2 separate regions of the Mus musculus genome follow, and region 2 is linked to region 1. A link is a contact called in public Hi-C data. All regions are on one chromosome and are shown on one strand. The core of a region is the stretch at or near the end of the contact, and the rest is flanking DNA. Distances in the headings are between cores, read along the strand shown.

The links. A called contact is a pair of places that touch in the nucleus more often than the background predicts.
Region 2: a Hi-C map of CD8 T cells shows a contact between it and region 1, with 2.4 times the contacts expected there. The contact joins two enhancer-like sites. A contact is called at or near these places in 3 of 39 promoter capture datasets (hippocampal neurons, pre-B cells and stem cell-derived epiblast-like cells), 4 of 15 datasets of contacts at CTCF or cohesin (the NIH/3T3 cell line, embryonic stem cells, large pre-B cells and 1 more), 50 of 484 Hi-C or Micro-C datasets (the 63-12 cell line, B cells, the Ba/F3 cell line and 24 more), 3 of 115 datasets of contacts at active chromatin or transcription factors (the HPC-7 cell line, T-cell acute lymphoblastic leukemia and embryonic stem cells) and 1 of 9 other capture datasets (embryonic stem cells).

Annotation. Positions count from the first base shown.
Region 1 is chr11:79,212,785-79,215,484 of GRCm38.p6, reverse strand. No RefSeq gene overlaps it. Among named protein-coding and RNA genes, the nearest start is that of Gm30470, 11 kb to the left of the region's middle. Within about 2 kb of position 1,259, at least 119 of the 459 cell types and tissues checked have an H3K27ac peak or open chromatin away from gene starts, as enhancers often do. A contact at or near this core is called in CD8 T cells and T-cell acute lymphoblastic leukemia, where this site is marked.
Region 2 is chr11:79,576,523-79,579,222 of GRCm38.p6, reverse strand. Nf1 (neurofibromin 1) reads right to left here. Exons shown (of 58, transcript NM_010897.2): 58 at 1-969. The coding sequence ends at 827. Among named protein-coding and RNA genes, the nearest start is that of Rab11fip4, 13 kb to the left of the region's middle. Within about 2 kb of position 1,287, at least 29 of the 459 cell types and tissues checked have an H3K27ac peak or open chromatin away from gene starts, as enhancers often do. A contact at or near this core is called in CD8 T cells and T-cell acute lymphoblastic leukemia, where this site is marked.

The DNA of each region.
Region 1 (2,700 bases), core at 10-2,509:
GCCATCTGGGGAAGGGAGGGGACTGGTGACAGCCTCAGGGACGCCTATCAAAATCCTAAGGAGATCTGGACTGATTAGATGCAGCTCTGTTCCCTGAGTCATCGTGGCCCCGCACTGCTGAGACCACCAGAGGGGAGAAGATCCCACAATGCTCTCTTGTCCCATGGGAAACTTACCATTAGTGTTCAGGAGACACTTGGTAGACTCACCCACGTGACAGGGTTGTGGGCTGGAATGAGTAGGACAAGACAGACAAGACAGATGTCTTCTGGGAGAATCATCACCTAAGGGACTGGAGGACTCTAGGCACCCCTTTGGCAGGCCCAGACATGTTCATATGTGAAAATAATTTCTGCTCTTCTCTTTCCAGTGGGATATTTCCTGGTGGGTCCATTACTTCTTCTCCAATTGCCCACTGGCCATGACTCTCTAGCAGACCCAGTTCCACTGGTGACTGTCTCAATTCTGGCTCAAAGGAACAACAGAGGAAAGGCCCTCCAGGAAGTAGAGACCTACTGAGGGAACTCAACACACACACCTGAGACATGAGGGGCAACTCGAGTGGGCCACCTTGGAAGGTCACATGGAAAGCCCTTCTTGTCTGAGATAGAACATAAAGTTATCTTATTTTTTCAGGACAAAGGGATGACTACTTAACGAAGGAACATTCAGGACTTAAGGAACGGACAACTGGTTTGGAACAGACTTTCCAACTTCAAATTGTGGGCCTGCTGTCAGACATCTTAATCCAGATGGGACCAGAGCTATTTTGAGGTCGAAGGCCAACTCTCCTAAATCCCCGGGCAAGGACTACAGAGATCTTTACTACTGAGGGAACACTTTCCTTCTGGAAAATAGACTCCATAGCTGGAAATAGCACGACCCATGTTTACACTGCCCATGTTCCCTGGCGAGTGTTGGGGTGTTCTTACAGTTTGTGTCTTATGCTAAGGGCCTTACAGGAGTTCTCAGGAAGTCTAGCTAAGGTTTTTAGGAAGTTCAATGGATGTGGGAAAGATGATATGGGCGCCCTGGGCTGTCCTCTGTCCCATTCTCTTCCAACAACCCAAGGTTCAGCCCGTCCCACCCCTATTGCCTCCCTCGGAGGGTTCCCTTGCTGGTCCAGGGTGCAGAGGGTACTGAAGGCTGTCCTGGGCCCACATTCCTCTCACTTCCCGCCATTGTCCCTAGTTCCTGTATCCTTATCTCGACACTCTCCCCAGGCCGCCCCCAGCTGCGAAGAGTGGTGACTCATTTCCTTTCTTTCTAGTGACTTAATCCTGCCCCAGCAGTGACATGCCCTTCTGGCATCGCTGGGACTCGGAGCGTGGCACGGCTCTCCGGGGCCGGCAGGGGGCGCCAAAGCCTGCAGTGTGAGGGAACGGCCACAATCTGGGCTGGGAAATCCAAGACCTGAGGTGTATGGGACAGGGACAGTGCATTGCACATCCTGCCCAGAGGGGCTAGGAAATCACAGCTCCGCACTGCAAGGAATAATTTCATCTTCTACTCCGGCCTCTTCCTCCTGTGGTGTTCCCAACACTGTTTGCAGACACATTTCCTAAATAGTGATCACTGTGGGTCCTGCAACAGGGTTGTTCCAGAAATACTAGCCTGGGCCCTCACCAGGAAGAAGAGGATCCCACAGTTATAGATGGCCTACCTGACCCACGCCGGCCCTCTAGGCTCCCCTTTTCCTTCCCTCCCAGGTTCCAGAGAACAACAGACTTGCCTCGGTCTGGAAATCTCAGCTATTTCCCAAGAGCCACCCCGGGAGTATGAAGTAACAATAAGGCCACACAGTAGGTTTCAAGCCACACTGATCCCGTGGTTGGACTCCTCACCTCCCTGCACTCCACGAATTATGAATACAAAAGACTTGTCCTGGTATCTGAGGCAGCCAGAAAGACTTGGAAAACGAAGGGGACACAGGAAAGGGAAACCAGCCCTTCATTGAAGACTCTAAAGAACAGGAAGGAGCGGTGCAACCCTTTAATCCCAGGCAGAGGCAGTCCGAACTCTGTGAGTTCGAGTCCAGCCTGATCTACACAGTGAGTTCCAGGATAGTCAAGGCTACACAGAGAAACCCTGTCTCAAAAAAAAAAACAAACAAACAAACAAAAAAAAACCCCCACAGCAACCAATAGTTGGATGAGGTAAAAAATTCCAGGACGATTTACAACATGTGTTCCCATAGAGATTTTTTTTAATATTAGCATTTAATTAACCCCCTGGGTGGCTTCAAGCCACCAGAGCACAGGTACCTCCAACATCCTTTATCTTCTCTTCAGCTCTTCTGCCGAGGAATTTGGCCTTCATGATGACAGCTGCCTAGGGAGCTTTCCCTTTCCTAGAACAAGTTGCCGGATTGATTGGACACCACATACGGGAGCAGCTGCTGTCTTGTTTGTTTGTTTGTTTTGTAGCATTGACCCATGTCTGCTCACTGACCAGCACCCACAATTTATCCAGGTTGGCGATTGGGCAGAAGCTATGAAACTTCTTGAAGTGGTCATGCCTCACACCAACTTTCCCAAAGTACCCTGGATGATGATATTTGTCAAAGTTGATCCTGTGGTGATTCGTGCCTCCAGCATCATCTGGGTGCTCGTGGTGCTTACATATGGGACCCTGACCGCTGTGGCTCACGTGGCTCCGGAATGTTTCCTGGTCTTCCTCAGGATGGCATGGCCGCAGAAG
Region 2 (2,700 bases), core at 38-2,537, 360 kb before region 1:
AATCACTTAGGAAAGAGGAGAAAGCAAGTGCAAACACAAGTGTAGTTTCTATACTTAGTATAGTCTTGGCTTAAAAAAAAAAAAAAAGAACAGAACACCTTCATATGTAAAAATTAAAAGATAATCAACTGGAAAAAAATTACCCAGGTTGGATGACCAAGTATGTATAAGGCCTCAGAACCAATAGCTTTAATTCAGCAATGTTAAGATGTGTGTGTCACGCTTATTTTCCTGTACTTATTGCTAAGACTCAAATGTTAGTATTTCTTAAGAATTCGTTACAAAATATTAGTTTGCCCCTCCCTCAGTCCCTGGCCTGTGGCTTTATTGAGGCTTGGCCTCTGTGGTTCCTTCAACTACATAAGGTAAAAAAAAAAAAAAAAAAAAGTCCACAGCTAGAAGATTAAATACACTGGGGTTAAAATATGATTTCTCCCCCAAACTTATAAGTGTGTAACTAAGACGACCCCTTCACTCTGCAAGACGGGAACACAGAAGGCCGTCCTCCGCGTACGGCCCGTGGCTTGCGGCAGCGGCAGCACTGCAGGGTTCATCCACACCCACGGTCCACGCTCTCAGTCAGGCCTCCTGACCGCCTGCTGTCTCTGCTGTCCTCAGAACAAGTGCTCAACCAGACACATGCCAAAGTAGAAGGAAAAACATCAAAGAAAAGCAGCATTAAACTTAGGCAATGCTCCAAGAGATGACCGTCTGGCGACACGGCGACCAGATGGGATCATAAGACACGAAGTGCAGCAGTGCAAGGTGAGGGGTCACTAGTGAGAAGCCATGTTAGGTTGGTTTGAAGAGTGAAACAAAGAACGCTTCACACGATCTTCTTAATGCTATTACGTTTGAAACTGCCAGCACTTCTTTGCTTCTGCACTTGGCTTGCGGATCCATGGCGAGTCCGTCCACTGTTACAGTGGCCAGCGGTGGGGGAGAGTTCAACGTTCTCCTTGTCGAGTCCTGGAGAGACACAACAGCTGGTTACTCCTCCTCTCCTGACGCTAGCTCAGGACCCAATCTCATTCATTGCTTGTGGGTGAGATTGGAATGGTGAGCAGTCCCAGCATACTCCACATTCACAGTAAACTGCCAGGACATTTACAAAGGCCTTGCCACATACTTTGCCTCACACCTTGCTAAGCTGAATTTTCTATCATTGTTGTGAAACAGCGTAAGAGAAAAGAGAAGTTGCAAGAACAGCTGGAGGGAGGTAGGGTGAAAGGCTGGCCATCCAGGAAGCCTTAGGAGAGTACCTTCTCCCAGTTGTACCATGAGTGTCCAGCAGAGGGCAGATTCTAGCCATGTATCCATCTTTCTGCATAGCCGCCATTTCAGAAAAAGGCATATACTTCTCCTTTAATCGGCCTCAATGCCTGTTCTGGAGGAATGAGGGCATCTCCTGAAAAGGTGACCTACCACGCAGGCCATGCCCGGATCTTGGCTTCATTTCAATCATGGAGAGTCACTACACTTGTCTCAACCTCACTCAAGGGTCCTATAATGTATTTTACAAATAATGTAAACGTTATTTTCAGAAAGGTGATCAGAACAAAAGGGCAAATTTAGAAAAATCTCAGCATATTGATAAAGGTTACAAATAAAGATAGAAAAGAACAGTCTGAAGGAGGTGAGGAAGGCAGTTTAGGCAGCGAGCATGTTCCTTCACAATCCCTGGTAGGATTTTGATCATTAGTTGATTGAGACAGGGTCTCTCTGTGTAGCCCTACATGTCTTGAAACTTGGTACGCAGACTAGGCTGTCCTGGAACTCACAGAGATCTGCCTGCCTTTGCCTTCATGTGCCACTGTGCCTGGCCCTGGATCTTCATTATGAGTGGGTTTGCTTCTAAAAAGTTCATTATACTGTAAACTTATGACCTGTGTACTTTTCTGCCTTCTACCCTTCAAAAGAATTTGCTTCCCAAATAGATACTGTACTCATCATGTCTAGCATAGCCATTGGCAGGAGGCATTCTGGTAGCTGATATAAACTGTTCACAGACACACGAGGAGGAGGAGCAGGGAAGGGCAGGCCACACTTAACTGGGGGTGGGGAGGCAGGAAACCATCTGCTCATGTCATGGCCCGCAGCGTTATCCCAGGTCTAACTTTAACTTTATGGACTACTTGAACTTAAAAAGAATCATTACATTTGGGAATGGAAACATTTCCATTTTTGGGCAATAAAGTATTATTTTAAGCCACAAGATATTTATTGTGTTACAGGAAGTGGGACAGATCCATGCGGCAGTTTGTAGGCTGAGGAGAACTGCACCTGGGATGACTGTTCTCTGGAAGACACAGCCTTCATTCAACACAGTTCCACTCCCGTCCTCTCCCATCCGTCTCCTACCAGAACCACCTTCTATGCCCTCCTTGTAGTCACTAGCTTTTGCCTATAACAACAACCTGCATAAACATCTTATCTCTTCAGCTGGAGTGAAACCACCCAGAAAGGGACCAGTTATCATTCATGTTTTTTTTTCTTTATAAAATCTAGCTAATCACTTTCAATAACTATTGGTTTGCAACAAATGTTTCCACTTTAAAATGTGATAGCTGGGGCCCTCTAATTCACAGCCCTCATGCGTGCAGCCCTTACTTGGCACCATGTACATTAGAAAGAGGGATGCTTCCCGGCCAGCTTCCCTCGGAAGTTGACACAGGTTGTCACTCTGTCATCTTTGACACG